Linked DNA regions of Sus scrofa: all the other regions are linked to region 2. A link is a contact called in public HiChIP or PLAC-seq data. All regions are on one chromosome and are shown on one strand. The core of a region is the stretch at or near the end of the contact, and the rest is flanking DNA. Distances in the headings are between cores, read along the strand shown. Region 1 holds the start of MRPL16 (mitochondrial ribosomal protein L16). Region 2 holds the start of OSBP (oxysterol-binding protein 1). Region 3 holds the start of STX3 (syntaxin-3).

The links. HiChIP or PLAC-seq counts read pairs in DNA pulled down with a chosen protein or histone mark.
Region 1: a contact with region 2 is called in an H3K27ac HiChIP or PLAC-seq map of alveolar macrophages, with 3 times the contacts expected there. The contact joins the promoter of MRPL16 here to the promoter of OSBP in region 2. A contact is called at or near these places in 1 of 5 promoter capture datasets (liver) and 1 of 2 datasets of contacts at active chromatin or transcription factors (alveolar macrophages).
Region 3: an H3K27ac HiChIP or PLAC-seq map of alveolar macrophages shows a contact between it and region 2. The contact joins the promoter of STX3 here to the promoter of OSBP in region 2. A contact is called at or near these places in 1 of 47 Hi-C or Micro-C datasets (liver) and 1 of 2 datasets of contacts at active chromatin or transcription factors (alveolar macrophages).

What each region holds. Positions count from the first base shown.
Region 1 is chr2:11,687,861-11,691,327 of Sscrofa11.1, forward strand. MRPL16 (mitochondrial ribosomal protein L16) reads left to right here and starts at 1,651. Exons shown (of 4, transcript NM_001244967.1): 1 at 1,651-1,818; 2 at 2,161-2,226. The coding sequence starts at 1,764.
Region 2 is chr2:11,873,970-11,877,978 of Sscrofa11.1, forward strand. It overlaps OSBP (oxysterol-binding protein 1), which reads left to right and starts at 2,325. Exons shown (of 14, transcript XM_021082995.1): 1 at 2,325-2,921. The coding sequence starts at 2,554.
Region 3 is chr2:11,737,194-11,741,135 of Sscrofa11.1, forward strand. It overlaps STX3 (syntaxin-3), which reads right to left and starts at 2,665. Exons shown (of 11, transcript XM_021082987.1): 1 at 2,294-2,665. The coding sequence starts at 2,323.

The DNA.
Region 1 (3,467 bases), core at 401-2,900, 190 kb before region 2:
TAGAGATTCTCATACTAAGTGACATAAGAAACAGAAAGACAAATACCAGATATTTTTCACAAAGTCCTCAGAAAAGTCTGAAGACTATATTTTGGGAGGTGTTAGCAAACTCATTCTGATAAAAGTTAATTTCATCAAGGTTCTTATCCCTACTTTGCATCATACCAGCTCTATAGCAAATCATTTAATCCCTCAACTTCAGCTTTCCACAAATAACTAACACTGAACTATCAGAAGAGAAGTGTAAATAAAGCTCTGTAAGAAATCACAGGAGGGAAACCCCTTTTTCCATGATCAGGGAAGACCTCAGGTCCCTCCTTCAATTTCTCACAATCCTTTATTTATATTTCTCATATCTCAACAGTAGATATTTGTAACTCAACATACCATATCTACATGAATTCATAAAGAACAGGATCACTGGTTTTTCAGATTTGTATCCTCCACTGTACTTAACTCTTATAAGGAAAAAAAATAGAAATTATAGTTACTATTTAAATGTAGAACTCAGAGTTAATTTTTAGTTCTTTTAAAATAAACAATGAGGGAGAAATTTTAGGGCACCAAAAGAATTAGAGACCAAAAATTAATTATACTACAGTTTTACTCCCCATCCCAAACACTATTATACAGTATTCACTTTGAGATTTTTAAATAGCTGAGCACATCTGAATCTCCCACCTTTGGTGGAAGGGAGGAGGAACACAGAAGAGCTACCCAGAATCTGACACAGGCTGAGGAAGAAGAGGCAGTTTAACCCTTAGAGAACTGCTTCTGGTATAGAAAATAATTGGCTATAATAAAATCCAGTTACTCTTCTGATACAGATTCAGTGTGTAAATAATCAAGAAGCGCAAAAAACTAGACAGGGAGAGTTCTCCCAGTAGCTTTGCAAGATGACAGGCTTTATTTGCTGCCATTTATGAAATTAATCCCTGGACAAAGACCACGCACAGATTTAGCTTGATTTAACTACAAGAGACCTCAGCCTCAGTTGGTAATCCCATTTGTGTCCTAAACGCTTGGGGAAAGAGCCTCTTTTATTCTAAATGTTAAAAAGCTTCAGGCCCATAAAAATGATTTCCCCAACATTCTCCCAGAATAATCATACCTTTTTACATTTCCACTCGATATCGAGTTGTAACATTGTCCATTCACTGGGGTCTCTAGAGTCACAAGCCTGTGCTCAAATTCTGATTGTACGGTTTTCCTGCTGTGTGACCCTGAGAAAGTTAAATTCTTTGACCCTCGGGATGGAATCTGCCAAGTGGATGTAATGACTTAGCGCACGGATTTGTTGGGAGGCCTGAAAGCAAGAATGAGGTAGTCGGTGCCGTAAACACTGCAAGCGCCCAGTAAATGTGAAGGCAATGATGACGGTATTTTCTAGGTTACGGTTGCGGGTAGAGAAGTGGCGGAAGGTAGTGAACTGTTCAGTCTGCCATTTGAACTCCTGCTTTCTCAGCTAATACCCCGCGGAGGAAACTCGCCACCCTGCCGCCTCCATCTGGGGAGAGACCCCTGACTGGATGGAGAGCCGAGATAGCCCGGGCGTGACCCCAGTCACCAGGCCGGAACCCAAGGCCAGAGTCTCTATCTTCGTCCGTTTCCACCCGGGACTCTCTGCTGGGTGGACCGGTGCGAACGCAACTTCCGGCCAGAGCCGTTTCCGGCGCGGTTGCAGAACGCCGCTCTGGTTCCCTGGGTCGAAGTGAGCGCCGCGGTCGCCGTGGGGAGCTTGGCGTGGTCGCACGCGTGTTATCATGTGGCGGCTGCTGGCTCGCGCCTGCGCGCCCCTCTTGCGAGCGCCTTTGTCAGGTCAGAAGTCCCGTGGTCCCTCTAGGCCTTGCCTCCCGCCCGCACCCTCCGCCCCATTCGTGTATTCTCGTACAAAGACTTTTCACGCACTGGAGCACCGGGAGGGCACTGCCGCCTCTCTCGCCTAAGATTCTTGCAAAATGGTCCCAGCCTTCGCGCAACCTGGAGTTGGCGCCCAGCGTCCCCAGTTGTTCTCTTTTGGGGGACCAGAGCCTGTGAGCCACTTTAATGGAATCCGCGTCCCAAACCCACGAGACACCCCAGTCCGAAGCATCTTTGACCCAGAGTGTACCGGGCCCTGGCTTTGTGGCCTTGGTCATTTAACTTGATCTGTCGTTGTAGATTCTTGGGCAGCCCCGTCCGCCACTGCTGGCTTCAAGACGCTGCTCCCGGTGCCAACTTTTGAAGGTGAGAGCTTATCTGTTTTCAAGTTCGTAAGCCTTTTTAGTGATGGAACCCAGCTGAGGGTAGGTGAAGAAAGGGAGTGTTCAGAGTTCTCTCGTGGTTCAGCGGGTTAAGGATCCGGCATTGTCACTGCTGTGGCTCTGGTTACAGCTGTGGCACAGGTTCGATCTCTGGCCCACGAATTTCCACATACTGTGGGTGTGGCCAAAAAAAAAAAAAAAATAGTGTTCTTGTGCCCCTTCTCCCAGTCACCAATTCAGTAAATATGTATTAAGAGCCTGCTACATTCCAGGAGTGTTCTAAACGCTTCTAGAACAAAAGAGACCCCCCACCCCCACCCCGCAAAGGCCCCTGCTTTTAAGGAGCAAATGTTTAATGGAATTTCTCCCCAATAGTATTTTACTGGTGAGTGGCCCACAGCCTACCTCTCAGCTAGAGCTAATTGGCTTCAAATTTAGACTTACGTTTTTTTTCCAAATGAGGTTACATATATGCATTCATTAACAGCATTAAAAGAAAAGCATTTGTTTAAAAAAAAAAAAAAGGCAATTGTTAATATAACAGTTAAGGTAAGCCCCCATTTGGTAAATCTGACTCTTTCTCTTTCTTTTCTTTCCTCTTTTTCTCTCTCGGCTGCACCCATGGCATATAGAGGTTCCCCTGGCAAAAGACTGAATCTGAGCTGCAGTTAATCCTTAGCCCACTGTGCTGGGAGCAAACCTGCACTGCCACAGAGTGGATCTTTAACCCACCATTGCCACTGTGGAAACTCTGGGGGGTTTAGGTTTTTTTGTTTTTGTTTTTGTTTTTTTAAATATAGGAAATCTCAAGAAAATGAAAGGAGCCTGGTTCTCTGAGGGCCTTATCTTCTACATATAATTGTGAAACTACTACAAGCACTGGAGTACATATGAGCTTGGAGGCAGGGGAAAGCATTACTAAGTTCTCTGTAGCTCTCATATAGAAGTAACAGGTGCAGTTTCTGTAGCTTTAAGGTCTCTTGTTTTATACTTGACTCCATCAAAGAGCCATGATTGTTTACTATAGCAATGCTTTAAATGACTTACAAGTTACCTTTTTTTTTCCGTATTGTCAAATTGCCAGACATGATAAAGACAGAGCATGTCTGGCCTACCTTTCAGCCCACCTGCCTTTACCCAGCTGCTGCATATCGTGCAGGTCTCAACATGAAAAGCCTCTGAATATATAAGGGAAAAAGCACTGATTGAGTACTAGGTTGGACA
Region 2 (4,009 bases), core at 1,075-3,574:
CGCTCCTAAGACACCACTGATCCTGTTGCACCACAGCAGGAACTCCTTGGGGTTTTTTTTAAGGCACAAGAAAATTTTTAGAACAATCACCGCCTGACTCTTTGTTATGACGTCACTTTTCCTTAACATTTATGACTTCTATATAAGCAGTTGTCTCACATTCTTGATTTAACTGATTGTCTCCCTGGGAGTGTTGTTTAACTGGTTCCTCTAGCTCCTATAAACTGGAGGGTAGATCTAAGGGCTTGATTGGATTCAGGTCCAACATTTTTGGCAAGAAAACTCCATTAGGCGAAGCTGTATTCTTCATGCTGCAGCACACCAGGAACCTTATAAAAATGTTGACTGTCCCAGGGTTAATGATGTTAAGCTGGATAACTGGGTTAAGGTGGGGACAGCCAGATTTCCCCCATTGTAAAAGTATGTGTTTCTGTTTTGCGGTTGGCAAGTAAACCCAGGGATGTGTTTGGCAATACAACTTCCATTTTTGCAGCAGCTGAGTTTATCGAACACGTTCATATGCATTTAATCATAACAGTATCCCTGTAAAGTTTTATTCCTATTTAAAAGAAGTGAAAACTGAGGCTTGGGGTGCCTAAATGACTTTCCCGAAGTCAGAGAGCCGATAAGTAGCAAAGGCAGGACTCAAGCATAAAAGAATTCATCTTAGCTCAGTTAAAACAATTAACCCAAGTAGCCTACATCTAACTGCAGATTTTCTTTTTTTTTTTGTCTTTTTGCCATTTCTGGGGCCGCTCCCGCGGCATATGGAGGTTCCCAGGCTAGGGTTCCAATCGGAGCTGTAGCCACCAGCCTACACCAGAGCCGCAGCAACGGAGGATCCGAGCCACGTCTGCAACCTACACCACAGGTCACGGCAACGCCGGATCGTTAACCCACTGAGCAAGGCCAGGGATCGAACCCTCAACCTCATGGTTCCTAGTCGGATTCGTTAACCACGCGCCACGGTGGGAACTCCTTTTCAAAGTGTATTCTCTTTCCAGAATTCAATGGATATTTCTCTTCTTTAAAAGCTTTCTAACAGGATATTTTTCTTTATTTCCTTGATACCGTGAAGCACACTGCAGGGAAAAAAGCAATTTTACAATGTCTAACAGCTATTTCTGTTGCCCAGTGAAATCAGAAAAATGTAGCAAGTTCCAGGTTCCCCAGAGCTCCTTTTGCAACAATAGTTCACAACATCTAAATGCTAAATGAGATACTAAATTTGTGACGTTCACAAATGTGTGAACAATTTATCTGAAATAACTACTTTCCGTGCAAGGTTAAGTATACACACGTGAGCATATGATGCTACAGCCAAGGGCCCTTTGGACTGGAAGACATGGGTCGCAAGTAGATATAAAGTCAGGTCCTCGCGAGTCTATTTTCTCCTCACAGCTGGGTCAGCAACTCGTGGGACAGAATTAGGAGTCTAGAAGCAAGAGATAAGAGGTGTGGTGGACGATGAGCAAACCAGGGAACATTATTAGAATGGTGGATTCAGGAGGAAAGTGGGAAGCTATCTCTGGGCTCCCCATTAATTCTGGTCTCCAGCTGGGAGCCAGCTGCTAGAAGGCGGCCCTGGAAAGGAGAGACTCGGGCAGGGGCTGTCTACTAAGAATCACTCCTCCTAACAAGAAACAATAGAAATCTTAACTCAGAAAGAGGGATTCCTACGCTGCGCATACAGCAAAAATATGCTTTCGGGACGCTGACCCGCTTCTGCCTCTTAGAAAGTTCACCAAAGGTGGAAGCAGAAGGGCTCGCCCGGCAAGTGCTTCTCCCAGATTTTATTGGCTGCCCTGGCCTGCCCTCGCTCAGTCCGTCTCTTTCATTGGTCATCATTGCCAAGCTCCTGGTTCACAGACAACCTCCGGAACCAATCATCTCCAATCACTGCCCCGTCCCTCCCCCAACATGTGAGGGACATTCATTCTAACCAGTAAGAAATTAAAGTGAGGCTGTGATGGCTAGACTCCTCCTCCTTCTCCTCAACTCGTTCGGTAAATGGTAGAAAAGGTTGAGCAGCTGATACCAACCACCAATCCGTAAGGGCGGAAGAGAGACAAGGAGAAGGGTGCTGGGAGGGGGTGACGTGGCGGTGACGGGGGCATAAACTAAAATGAGTGGCAGAAGTTCTAGCCAATCGACAATCAAACTGGCTGGGCAGTCTGCATACTTGAGGCCTCCCGGAGCGCTGGAGACTTCGGGAAAGCACCAATGAAATGTACAGAAATCTGATTGGCCTTCACTTGCACCAATCAATGGCGTGCTTGGCGGAAGCGTCCCACCCTCAGTTTTCACTGGGCGGTGTGTAATGACAGGCCCAAGAGAAATGCCAATGTCCTAGGGGTCTTCCGCAAGTGACACTCGGCGGCACCAATCGACTTTTTCCTTCCCGGCGGCCGAGCCCTCCTCCCCGCGGCCGGCCTGGCGGGGCGGGGACGGTGCGCGGCGGCGGCTGATGCGCTAGCCGTGTGGGGCCCTCCGGGCGGCGACGGCGGCTCTCGTAGGCGGTTCCGGTCCTGTATCTCAGGGCGGCGGCGGCTCATGGCGGCGACGGAACTGAGAGGAGTGATGGGCCCGGGCCCGACAGCCATGGCGGCTCCGGGCGGCGGCGGCGCCGGTCCCCCCATGGTGGGAGGAGGCGGCGCGGGCGGCCGCGGAGACTCGGGGCCAGGCTCCGCGGCCGCGCCGAGCACGGTGGCCGCGGTGTCGGCGGGCGGCCCGGGTCCCGGGGCCGGGGGAGTGGCGGCAGCGGGCCCGGCTCCTGCGCCGCCGGCGGGGGGCTCGGGCGGCTCGGGCGCTGGGGGATCAGGCTCGGCTCGCGAGGGCTGGCTCTTCAAATGGACCAATTATATCAAAGGCTACCAGCGGCGGTGGTTCGTGCTGAGCAACGGGCTCCTGAGCTACTACAGGTAACTGCTTCCGGGGCGCCGTCTCCCATCGCAGCCCACAGTCCCCGCGCCGTCACCCTCTCCAGCCCGCGCAGCAGCCAAGGTCGCCCCAGGCCCCTTTTCGTCACCTGCGTGCATTGACAGCCCCTGACACAAGTCCACCCTCACGAAAATGAACGCCCCAGGACTTGCCCCTCCACCTGGGTGACCCACCCTTAGTGCTAGACCTTCCGCTCGGTGCCTGGCCCTTTGAGTTGTTCCGAGAGCCTCTTCTCTTCCATTGTGTTTCCAGCAGCACATCGGTGCAATGATTAATTCTGCAAGGAAGGCGCCGATGTAGGTGCTAAAGGGCACATATATGAGGGCTGATCGCAGGCACCACTCCCAAAGAACTTAAGTGCGAAAGTCTCAAGGCTTAGCTATCTGGGCCCAGTCTCCAAAATTCAAGGTTATTAGCAGCCCTTGATCTACCCGCCTTTTGGTCTCTCCACATTCAGGCTGAAGGACACCACACACAGGGTGGCCTCGGTAGCTGTCCCCTGTCTTTATCTCTTCCAAGATTTGCCTATGCTTTTGCCTTCTAGACAGCCCAGAATGGAGAAGTGCACTCCAGCCTTTCTCATTTTTGCCTGCCCCACCTCCTCCCATGGGAATGATTAAGTGTTCCATCCAGTATTTCTGGGCTCTCTCTGGTTAATCAGGTTTTTTCATTAAAAGAAGAACCCATGTCTTTGGAATGACCCTTCTGTTCAGCAATGCTTGTTTTGGATTATTTAATACATATTTATGGTAACTCACAGTCTTGCCATAACATAACATGCTTTTGGCCACTCATGTTACTATAGAAAGGTTAAGATGCTGGATTTGGAGACAGGACATTAACATTTCCTGAATGCTGGACAGTTTGGATAGGTCTTTTACATATGGTATCCTTTGACTCCCCACAACAATGCGGAAGTTAGGAGATGTTTCCGTCTTACCAGTGAGGAAACTGAGGCTTGACTTGGGCAACTTTCCCAAGTTCTTGAGTCAGGATTTGAAACGAGTTATTTTCACACTGACACAGCCTAACACCCAGGTTAGTGTTACATGAATCAGATACAGAGATA
Region 3 (3,942 bases), core at 1,415-3,914, 140 kb before region 2:
GGTTGTCGGTTGCTCTCCCAGGGAAAGGAGGGGCTGGTCAGGAAAGGTGGGCTAGAAACCCAAATCCATCTAAGCCCTAACAAGCCCTAAGGAAAATGTCAATACGCCAGAAGGGGCTTCTGAGATCAACTCCTGTTTTACAAAGGGGATTAAAGGAGCAGGGAGGTAAAGAGACACTGAGGAACTTGGCTCATAAATGGCAGAGCCACAAGAAGAACCCTTTGAACCTGAAGCCCCGGTCCTCCTGGCACAGTGTCACCACCCACCTCCCAGCACCACAAGGCTAGACCAGCACCTGGGACCTCAGAACAGTACTCTCATCACATGGCACTGTCTATAATCGCAGTTTCACCACATCCCCAGAAGGTAAGGGAGAAACATTTAGCACCAGTTCCATTCTACAGAGAGTAACAGTGAGGCTCGGAGAAGTGAGAGGACTTGCTTGGGTCCCCTGGTGAGCTGAATTTAGACCTGGAACTCAAAGCTCTGTTCCATCTCTCTGCTGTTGACAACAGCTCTTCTTGAAAGGGCCGTGGGGTGTCTTCCTCTGGAAACGGACTTCCTAACATAGGCCGGCGCCAGTTTTGCATTGTTTCGTGATTGCTGGCCGGGCTGTACAGGAAGATCTTCAAACCCATGCTCTTCGTTCCTTTCTGCCGCCCTGGCTGACATGTTCCAGGAAAAGGGCTCCGTGGAGGAATCAGGAGCCAGGGTTCCTCCCCAGGCTGTGCCCTCACCAGCTCTAGGACCTGGGGCCTCACTTCCTCCAAGGCTAAGCTCTAGTTCCCACCTCTTTAAAAACTGGGGGCAGTGACTTCTGCCCTGTCAGTAAAGGAGAGGTCTTGAGGCTCTGATGACAAAGAGCAAGAAGGCAGTGACTCTCCCTCTGGCTCTCTCACTTCCCTATGGCCCTGCCTCCTCTGAAGCCCTACTACCCAGAGCAGGTGAAAGTCAGAAAGGTCTCACCCAAGACAAGGAAGGAGAAAGGACAACAACTGTTACATCAGCCCAGCAGTCCCTCAACCCACTACATGGCTTTCTTCTTCGGAAGAGCTTTTACAGGTACTAGCGTAAGATTTACCACTTATCAGTCCTATGAGTGCCATGAACCACACAAAGGGCTCAGCACACTCTCCTAGGTTTAGTCCTCACTGCTACCGTTTTACAGATGTCAAAACTTCAGCTCACCCGTTAAGGGACAGCTAGTAAGCAGTGGAGCTAGGAGGCAACCCCAGTTCTACCTGGTCCCCTGCTCCCCAAACTTCAATGTGTTTGTGAGTCCCCTGGGGAGATTTATGCATAATCAGCTTCTGAGTCCCTAGGTCCAGACTGAGGCCTAAGCTTCTGCACTTCTGACAAGCTCCCAAGTAGATGGACTACTTTGTATCAAGGGCTAGATTTTAAATTCCATTAAGACCGAGCCTGAGTCACGGCAATCCCCAGGGTTTAGCACTGGGCCTGCCCTCACAGAATACCCTCCATAATTATGTGTTCAAAGAGTCAATGATTATTGGACTTAAAAACCCATGCTTTAACACGTCTCTAAGCCCCATGTCATTTAATCTCGTAACAAGTCTCTTAAGGTATGATCAATCTCCCTTTGACAGATAAGGATACAGCCTCAAGAGTGAATAGCTTAAGGTTTACCGCTTTTGTGCAGCAGAGCTGGAAACGGTCGGTCTACCTTCAGAGCCTATGCCCTGACCTCAACTGTCTCGAGGATGCGAGGGAAATTAATAATTATAGACAGCTGGAGGGCTTGGCGATGGACCCATCCGGCACGTGACGATATCACAGCTTGGGAGATCACCCAGGACCTCAGAGCTGCTCACTGGGGGCTAGGGCAGCCGGTTCAGCGCCCCCACGGGAGAATCTGGAAGGAGCACGGGAGGAGGCAGGTCCTGGGCACAGTGCCAGGCAGCATCAGGCAGGTGGTGAGTGACCTTTGGCCTCACAGGGAACCCCCTCTGCCCCCCCCGCTGGACCCAATCACCTCCCACCCCCCGCGGATCCCAGCTCTAGACCGATGCTATCCTGCTTGGGAGGGGGGCGGCGGAGGGAGCTGGAGGTAACCAAGGACAGCGCAGACTAGCGATGAATCACCAGGCACATGACCCCAGAGAGGAGGGGTGGGTGCGGAACCCGCGCAGATTGCCGCTACAGCTTGGGGAGGGTAGGCCTGGCGCCCGCCCCCCACCCCAACCTCGATTTGGGGGAGCGCGGGAAGCCCACCCGCGCAGCTCCACCCCGGCAGCCCCCGCCCCGCCTGGTTCCTGGGTGCGACGGGACTCACTGCCTTCAGCTGCTCCAGCCGGTCCTTCATCCTGGTGCCCAGGCGCCGGGAGGCAGGTGAGCGCGTCCCCAGGTGAGCGGCCGGAAGTGGCGGCCGGGCCCCGGCCGGGGCAAAGGGGCAGGGGCGCAGGCGGAGGGGAGCGGTGGCCGCGGAAAAAAAATGAGCGTCCGAGGCCACGGGAAGCTCCGCCGCGCCGCCCCGTTCGGCCCCGCCGGCGCCGCGAACTCCAAATCCGGCTCCCGGGCCGGCGCCGGCGCGCAGCGCTGATCCGCCGGGCGGACCCGCCCCTTACCTGGGCCGCGCCCCGCGCTCCTCCTTAAAGGGCCCGTGCCCCGCCGCCAGGCCACCCTCCGCGACCCTCACTCCACTTCCCATGGCTCCAGGTCCTCGGAGGGACCAGCACGGGGAGATCTCGCTGCGAGTGTGTCTGTCTGACCTCAGGTCCAGCCTTTCCATTCGACAGCCATTCCCTACAGGCTCCGTGCTAGGATCCAGCCCTCAACAGGCTCATTCATTGCTAGGCCGCGACAACATCCCATAAACCTGGAGAATTCTAAGGCAATGTGATTCGTGCTATAGTAGGTGGAAGAGAGAGCCACTAATTCTGTCTGGAGGAAGAGCATATCAAGTAAAGGAGTGTGCACGGTCCGGGGGGCTGGTGTTGGAGTTGAAAGAGGGTGTTCTTAGTGGAAATAACTGGAGCTAAGGTGGGATGGGACAGGCTGGGACGAAGACTATGGATTCTTAACATCTTGGTAAAGACGACCCCTCAGAGAAATGGAAGCAGTTCAGTGATGAAGTCAGAACACCTGCCACTAACAATGTGTATACCTCCGGAAAGTTATTTTCTGTGGGACTCTGTTTCTCTATCTGTGAATCAGATATTATCCACTTCAGTTTGCTGTGAGGCCAGTGTAACAAAGGAGCAATGGCTGGGCCGTCACCTATGGAGCAGAGTTGTAAAATGTTTGTATTGGAAAGCTTAAGCATTATCTCCTACCTGGTAGAGATCCCCCCAGGTGGGTAGTACCTTCCGGAAAAGTGGGCGGGTTCTTCGCACTGCCCCTCCCTCTTTATCTCCTCCCCTCCCCCACACCTCCACTGTCTCTTCCCTCTTCCCAATTTGTCTTCCTTCTCGGGAACAATGACATGTCCAGTAGATTTTGAGTGGAGCTCAGTAAATGGGACTGACAGTCCGAACATTCGGTTCTCAAATCAGGGAGAGAGTCGGCGCCATGCATCCAGATGAAAGGGCTGTAAATGGTTCCGTAATTCTAACAGAACTTTGCCCTCTTCTGCGATCTTAGTGGGTGCCTCGTGCTGACTTCATCCCCTCCCATAAAGATACGGTCTGTAAGCGGTTGGACTGTACGAACCCTGCCAGTCTCAGCCTTAATCCTCCCTCTAGTCGGTACACTACCTTCTACCCCAGGCTTTCGCTAGGTGAATGTACCGTCCTGCTAAGGGGAAGGCCTCTGCGCCCCCTGGTGGTCACACGTGGAAAAGGCAGGCAAGTCAGAAATCTCATCCTGCCTCCTTGATCAAATTTTTGTCAGTGGGAACAGCTAAGTTCCCGCTCTTCAGGAAGAGAGAGTCTTCTGAGGAGACATATGTGAACAACTCTACCTTATAATTCCAGAAGGGACCAG